2 separate regions of the Anas platyrhynchos genome follow, and region 2 is linked to region 1. The links are chromatin contacts, called in public Hi-C maps. All regions are on one chromosome and are shown on one strand. Each heading gives the region's core, a stretch centred on a gene start, on an enhancer-like site or on the middle of the called end of the contact. The rest is flanking DNA. Distances are from core to core; before and after follow the strand shown.

What was found. A called contact is a pair of places that touch in the nucleus more often than the background predicts.
Region 2: a contact with region 1 is called in a Hi-C map of skeletal muscle, with 1.5 times the contacts expected there. The contact joins two enhancer-like sites. A contact is called at or near these places in 2 of 8 Hi-C or Micro-C datasets (skeletal muscle and small yellow follicle).

The regions. Positions count from the first base shown.
Region 1 is chr6:22,285,642-22,289,586 of IASCAAS_PekinDuck_T2T, forward strand. The region is part of intron 4 of ARHGAP22 (Rho GTPase activating protein 22); the gene reads right to left. Among named protein-coding and RNA genes, the nearest start is that of MAPK8, 81 kb to the left of the region's middle. Within about 2 kb of position 1,385, at least 8 of the 8 cell types and tissues checked have an H3K27ac peak or open chromatin away from gene starts, as enhancers often do.
Region 2 is chr6:22,327,756-22,331,920 of IASCAAS_PekinDuck_T2T, forward strand. The region is part of intron 3 of ARHGAP22 (Rho GTPase activating protein 22); the gene reads right to left. Among named protein-coding and RNA genes, the nearest start is that of WDFY4, 42 kb to the right of the region's middle. Within about 2 kb of position 2,691, at least 2 of the 8 cell types and tissues checked have an H3K27ac peak or open chromatin away from gene starts, as enhancers often do.

The DNA.
Region 1 (3,945 bases), core at 135-2,634:
TTTAGGTGGCTCTTTGTGGAAAAAGCGAGCCAGGAATGATGTACGAAGACACAGACAGGCTTTCTGTCCTGGCCTGAATAGCTCACCCACCAGCTCCAGGCATACAAAGCCTATACATTCAACTATGCTGTCTGGACATGCTGTGGGCAGGAAAATATATGCTCCCAGCTTCATTTTTCCTCATCAGAGCTCTGATTTCAACCAAAATAAACTAAAGACAGAGATAATAAAGTCAGCGCTTGAGTAGATTTTCTTTACAGAGAGGACTGAGGACACCATACGTGCTTAAAGAGGGAAAAGTCCAGACACACCTACATCAGCTGTATGTACAGGTTAGTACACACGTTAAAAGATGTGCAGGAAGATAATCAGCACACACCTGGATGCTGCTGTACAGCAGTATATACACCCGCGCGTGCATGCGGTGCCTCACAGACAGGCAGTTTATGGATGCAAAGGTTGTGTACGTGCTCACCTGCACAGGTAAGAGTCTGCTTTTACCTTCCCACATTCATGCTTAGGCTCCCATTTATCTGTCCCTCTCACACATGAAAGCACTGAGAAAAAAGTCATGGGCAGACATTCAGAAACGCATACGCTTTCATAGCACCAAGCACACACAAACTTGCAGCTCTCTCTTCCCCTTCCCTGGCCCACCCAAGCACACCCCATGAATGACTGCAGCAGCACAGAGAATCGAGGTCCTGGCTAGGAGCTGTGGAAGCCCCCAAATGCAGTCCCTGACAACCAAACAGCCCAGCCAGACAAAGCACGCAAAAATGGGGGAAAGAAAAGGAAGCGACAGATAATCAGGAATCAAACACAAATCTGAGTAACTAACTCACCCAAGGTCACACAAATGAGTCTGTGGCAGAACCCGGTGTCTTCTAACCCCATTCCCCACAAAGATCAGCCTCCACATACGGGGGCATGACTGCTCTCGTCCACCTATGTATTTATTTAAATATTCTGTGTAAAAACAAGCACAAACACACTTCCCCCGAAACATCTTCAATGATAGCTTGGCATTCAGTAGTATTTTTGGCCATAGGCTGGATCCTTCCCACTCCTTCCCCTTTATAAAGACAGCTGCTTTATTTAGATGTGTAGCCTCTGTCTGAGGCTAAGCTCAAATATCTGCTTTTCTTCTAGGAAAAGAAAACCATAACAAATCTAAACTCTGGAAAATCATCTCATACCTCTCGTTCTTGTGCAGCACTCTGCTACATGACAGGCGCTGAGCTTCAAGCAGAAACCAGGCAGTGTCAGACAGCAGGAGCGGCAGAGAAAGAAAGTCCTGACTTCAGGCATCAGACACATTCTGAGTCCCAGCACTGGCAGCTTTCCATTCACCCAGCGCTACAGAGCGGAGAGCAGCCGATCTGCCCTGGGAGATAATCTCAGCAGCACATCTGGTCTTAGCTCCACAACTCGTCATTAATTATGACTTGTGCAGAAAGCATTTGAAATATCCAATGAGATGCAGAGCTCCCCAGCTCCCTCCGCAAGGGGAAGGAGAGAGGAGAAAGACAGGCAGGTAGGGTCTTGCCCACCCTCGAAGCTGCCGCCAATATAAACAGCACCTAAGTATGGGTCACAAGTTTTAACAAAGGCATCCCCCATCGGCTCTGTAATATATTCATGCTCTAATTGCTTGTCAGATCTATTCTAGATAGCTGGAAAAGCTGAGCAACAGTTGCTGTCTGCATGCCACTCTCTGGATCCCTTCCTGACACAGGCAGCATTAGCTGTGCTGCAGGCAACCCAGTTCCCTGGTCTGGCCTTTGAGCTGCTTGCAAAGCACCAGAAGCAGTCTTGTAGTGGAGGGGCACAGCCCCCCCGCAGCCTCAGCAGGCTCTGAAGTTTTACATAGCTTAGGACGAGCCACAATCTTTGACCTAGTGCCGCTTTTTTTGTGCGTACAGCCTCTGCTTTAGCCCTTCACAGAGAAGTTGCCTCATGACAAACAGCTCAGCTGAGTAACTGGTAGGGGAAGGAACTTAAAGCTCTTTACATGTGAGCCACCCCCAGGACTTACCTGCAGGAAAATGCTCACCCCCTCAGGTCCTGCTCCAAGGTTAAGTGGCCTGCAGTTCAGAAAAATGCCTATCACACCGTGATAGTTGCAGTTACGCTGAGGTCAGCCCTCTATCCCATTTACAAAACACAATCCTGTGACTACAGGCACGCAGCAGTCACCGCCCAGAACCTTTGCACCTACCTTCTGGGAAGTTTCATGGAGTTTGGGTAGCTGCATCTCCCTCTGCAGAAAATAAATAGGTGTATACACACATGCATTGCTCTTTGCAGCTGCTCATGCACTTCTACTATTAAAATATCACATCTGTGGCTACTGTAGAGACCACACTCATCTGAACTTACTGGCTTACCACTTGCTTAACTACACTGTGACTGAGTTTAAACACACCACAGAGGGGATACTGAGCTGGTGGTCAAGCTCTGAGATTCCAGTCACTGGGACAGTGTTGTCTCACGACTTGGGAAACTTGCTATCAAACTCTCTCTCTAAATCCTCTACTGTGATCAAAAGCTCCTGAAAAAATGACTGTCTTACTTCAGGTAAAGGCAATACCAGGATCAAAAGCCTCAGTTCTCGAATAGCAAGGTAGCTTGGTATTCCTTAAGTATTCAAGGTATAACCTGAATAACAAGGTATTTCACAACTTGACACCAGAAACCCAGACAAAACACTAGACAATACCTATAACCCACTAAAGAACATCTGGTAAGCAATAGAGACCCTTAAATAAAAGGTAAAAATGAGATCCTGGGTATTCTTCACACTTTTATTGTCCTCTATTCCCCTGTGGTGAGCACAGCAGGCTGCAAGTTAGGGAGAACCTGCCTGCACTGCTAACCAGTGAGCAGGACCAATCCCCTGCTGAATGGCTGAGACACCATCAGGATTTTTGGCACTATTCCCTGGAATGATGCCTCAAAATGTGTCACATCTGCTAATACCATTATGGAGCCTGGGACTCAAAGTTTGGGATAGAAGCCTAGGAGATAGCAAATGCAGACTTTTATTCTTCCATTCACTTCTCCATTTCTGTTTTCCATCTCTTAAAACACAAGAACAAAGAGGGCATCCAATTAAATGGAAAGTCAGCTTGTTTAACATGGATGCTGTTGTACCTGAAGTGTAATTAACCTGTGAAATTCACAGCTTCTCTGCAGCCAAGGGCACAGCATGACTCAAAGCATGATTAGACATCAGCATGGCATATAAGAATACCCTGAGTTGCATGAGAGATGATAAAGATGATGTAAACTCTTCTCCAAAGAAAGAGCCTTGGTGAGGAAAAAAAGGCCGAAGGAACACATGCTTGCTCATGTGAGCATCACTACCAAAACAGGAAAGGGCAGCTGCTTTGGTATGGTTCCCTGCAGATGGTCACTTGGCAGATATAGGTGTCCTGTGAGAAGGATGTAACATGGCGCAATATAGCTACACACCACTGATATCACTTTATCTCCTGATATCAAACAATTCTCAATCCCTTACAAAGCCCTACTTAGACTACAGAATATGATAAGACTGGAATAAAAATCACTCTCTCTTTCTCTCTACATATAAACAGATACATATAAACACATATATAATTTATCTTCAGTGTTTTGAATTTCTAGTTGACTTGGATCCTGCTTACTCTGTTACATTTCCTAAAAATGAAATCCAAGATTCTCACATAATCACTTGATTGCAGGGGCTGCAGGCTGCAGAAATATACCTGACTCTGCGAGAACAACAATAAAATCTAGAGAAATGGCCACACTGCATATAAACTGCTAAACTGCTATCACAATTGCCACCTGGAGATCTCCGCATATATATGTGCTAAGAAGAAAAGGGGTTATGGGGACTGAACTCCTTTTCCCCTTGGTATGAGGCTGTTTAACTGTAGGGAAGGTTACTGCTGGCCT
Region 2 (4,165 bases), core at 1,441-3,940, 43 kb after region 1:
CTTCAGACTGGTTGAAGCAGAGTAATTTAACTGGACTGCTTCCCATAGAGCATCTCCACAACAGAACAGAGCCAGAAGAAATTATAGCTTTACTACAGGAGGTGAGGGTATTTCAAGGAGGTTGGAACTGTTTCTCTATTTCTGTGCAGATGGGTTTGACAAAAAAAAAAAGTCTAAAATATTATATTTTGCATAAATTTGAACTTTATTTTTGCTAATATATGTTTCTCATCTAAAAGCTAGTGTACAGCAAAATAAAAGCTTAAACAAAAGTAGTAAGTATAAAGCTAAATGAAAAACATTTGGTTTACAAGTCAGCAAACTGTCTTGGGATGACCCAGAATGACTTTTTTGTTGTTTCTTTGCTGAAAAATAATATCAACTTCTCTAATTTTCCCTAGAAAGCCTAAACCAATATCTTTTCCCAAATTTCCTCCCCCAAGATTATTATTTTCCTAGAAGAAAAATTTAGGGAAGACAAAAAAATTAAAAGATTTTTTTTTTCCCCTCAATGGTCTCTGGATCACACCTTAAGAGTTCCATTCTGTTCAGGAAAGACCCTGCAGCTGACAGTGCTAAAGGTGCTCTGACAGCTCCTTTCCCACTGGAGTATGAGATGGAGAGCAGGAGATATTTGGAGTCTGTGCTCTGAACTGCTTTGATCCATCAACACCTACCAGCTGAACCCTCCACACTGCTAGCCACACTGATAAGGACTGTCAGCATCTTGGTCAGTCCTCTAGTGCAGACAGGTCCATAGGTGTGACAAGTCCAAGTTAGCATTACTTTGCTTTATTCATTCATCCCTAGGCAGTGAAAGTCTTTTCACTTTTCATGTTGAATATGCTAAATGAAAAGCTTGATTTACTACATGTGAATTCACCATCATTTTGCTTTAAACTGCATTCAACTCCTCCAACCTCTCTCTCCCATTGCATGGCAGAAAACCATACCCATATACCTGGAGCCAATGCACTCAGGATCGCTTGGGAAGCCAGGACTTGTGATGTTAACTCTGAAACCCACCAGTGCTGACATAAATATCCTCATCTAACAGATTAAGATGATTTGTATGCAAGTGATTAGCAACAAACATCCAGGTATCACGTTTAGCCACCCTATCACCCACAAGCAGCAGTGGCAGCACGATAAATATCAACCTCAGAGCAGGGACAACTATTCCCTACAGCTGCCAAAAATGATGATTTTCTACCCTCTTCATTTAGATTCTTTGCATTGCCATTTCTTCCCCATTTCTCCAGTATAAGTATACAGCAAGGTTTCAGAGTGCAGCGCTAGGATGTCTGCATCTTCAGTCCTGCCACTCATGGCCCTGAGCCATAGCTGGCTATTTTTAGGAGCTCTAAACATGCTGCTGCAGCCAAAGTGTGAGAACACTTTCTGAAGTCTTCTTGTCTCCTTAGATCTTTTTTTGTCACTAGAATGACAATGAGTAGTACACTAGCTGAGAATGCTTCAGACTTCCTATTTTGATGCTGTAAAGCAGCTGACAGTATAAAACACACACCGTGCTGCACCACCAATCCACTACATGTGGTCACAGAACCATTATGGAAGCCACATCTGCTGTTCCTGAAACTGTCCACTGCACTGACATGAAAGGAGTGGGGAACGATGGCTCTGGATCAGAACATCAAACTTAAGCAACCAGGTAACTAACACACTGAGAAAGAGAGCTGGGGTTAAAATTGACATTGCCCAACTTTTCTGTCTCCAACCCTGTTGCTTAAATGAAAGCATTTTGAGTTACTGTTGTGCTGGAAACACTGCTTCCTTGTGGCTGCCTGCCCTGCCTTAGCCACTGCAAGACTCCTTTCAGTTGCCCATAACTTTGCCAAAAACCTACCTGTGTGCAGAGGGCTGCCTATGTCTCCCAGCTGGCTGGCTAGCCCTGGGCAGCAAGGACTGCCTCACCTGGGAAAGATCTAGGATCTGCCATTCCCACCCAGTCCTGATAGCTGCCCAAATTGTTCTGCCCTGGTGTGACGGAGTTAAGTGTGGAGAGCCTGGCTGGGTCAGACAGGTAGCAGAGATGGAGAGAGCAGACCACCTCTGCAACCCATCCTTTGGAGATGGCAACCAGAGCAGGAAATTGAGCCTTCTCACCTGCCACTCCTCTCAACCAGCTCTCAGGTCTCTCCTGCTGTCTTCTAAAGCACCAACAACTTTTTCCTCAGCATTTTTCTCTACAGCTATTCCCACAAGTGAATTCTCAAGGCCTGTGGCCAATTCGCAGTCTGGGAAGGCTGAGAGATCTGCTTAGTGTATGGCCCACTCCAGGGCCCCACTAAACCCGGCTGAAGGTGCCGGTTGGGCCTTCCCGACCTAGCATAATGCTGGCACAATAACTGGATTCCCCCATTTTGCCGTGATGACCCACGCACATAACACTACGTTTGTTGTATAGACCCTGCACTAACCCTGCTATAAAAGAGAATCTTTGGTTGGCAGTTCCTCTGAACACTGGGATCAAGCTTACATTCCCATTAAGTACAAAATCTCGAGCTAATTATAAAGCTTAACATCATCACCATCTGTATTTTTACAAGCAGGCACAAAAGGAAAGAGGAATAATCCATGCCATTACTGGCCTGAGACAGACCCTTGATCCAAGCAGAAATATAAATAGTAGGAAGAGGACTAATCACTACTCAACAGGAGATGGGAAACATTTCAGAGGCAGTGTTGGCTTACAAAGGGCAAAGCACTCCAGACAAAACAGACTGGTTTGCTACACGGAGACTGGAAAATAAGCAGAGGGGAAAAAAAACATAGCAGGAACAACATGCTTGGAGCTCACTTGAGTACCATATCCCACAGCTCCTAAATTCCTTATAGCAGTAACTCACATCGTCTGCAAAACAAACTGTCACGGGGCTCCAAACTACCAGAAAGGCTCATTGAAAAGGTTCACCTGGCCCAGAACACTGCGCTAGAGCAGCCCTGTGCAGAGCCAGCGGCAGAGCAAGAGGGGCTGACGGGCTGCCCAGCTCTGCACTCTGCTGGAACCCAGCTTCGTTCCCTTGCTGTAGCTCCCCACACGCGAAATGGAGAAGATGACAACTTCCTATTTCTGTCTTGCTTAATATGGCAGAGGTTCCACATCAATTAATGCTGGCTCTGTAAGCTACAGAATCACTTAAAAAGGCATGACTGAGCTAGATCAGGCATGGACACAATCACATTTCTGTCAAATGAGCGAGAGCAGAGTAGAGTTTACATCAGCTTTAAGCCAGCTGCAAGACACAAGATGCCGAATCCAATATAAATTTGGAATGATATAAGCAGGCCATATTGGTGTTAAAATAAGGCTTGCAGGTTTAAAACCTTCAGGGACAGAGGAGGACAAAGGGGGGTGTTTTGGTGGTGTTGTTAGTAGTTTTTTTGATAAGTTTGAACCATCAGAACAGCGCCTGTATCATATGGCTACATCCTTGATACTAGCAGCTCTAAAATTATATTAAATTCTTGAAACAGCCTCAGACTCTCAGCTCTTTTGTACACATTAAGTCTCTCTTCACAGTACATGCAGGAAGACGTTCTAGTACAGCTGTGCTTCTGGTGTCATACCTACATTTGTTTTTGCATTAAGGTCTACTCCATTTAGAATCATCCATCATTTCTCTCTCCCTAGAGAATACACCTTGTAATGTTTTATTTAGTGTTCAGGTAATATCTTTATAAAGATTGGTAAGTAGAAAAGCATTAAGAGCATGTGAAGATGGTCACAGTGCTGCAAGCTGCAGTGACAGAAGCAGAACAAAGAATGCTAGATTGGTTACAAAGACAGAAATAGCCACGGGAGATATGCACAGCCCATTAAAAACAACGTATTATGTGAAAACAATGCATACGTTATGGAAAAATGAATCCTGGCAACAATAAGAGATGACAGAGAATGGCTAATTAGGAAGGAATTTGTATGTGATAAAAGCAGTAAAGAAAGTACTATTTAGGCTGCAAAATAGTAGACCTCACAGCATCAACCCTCTCCCAACACGTTACACGTGAACCTGCATGCTGCCACACAGCTACATGCTGTATGCCCAGCTCAACACCTTCCCAGACTTATGGCCAGGACTCTTTCCTTGCCATTTGTGTCTGAAACAAATGATTTTTGTTATATTTCAAGACGACTGATTTC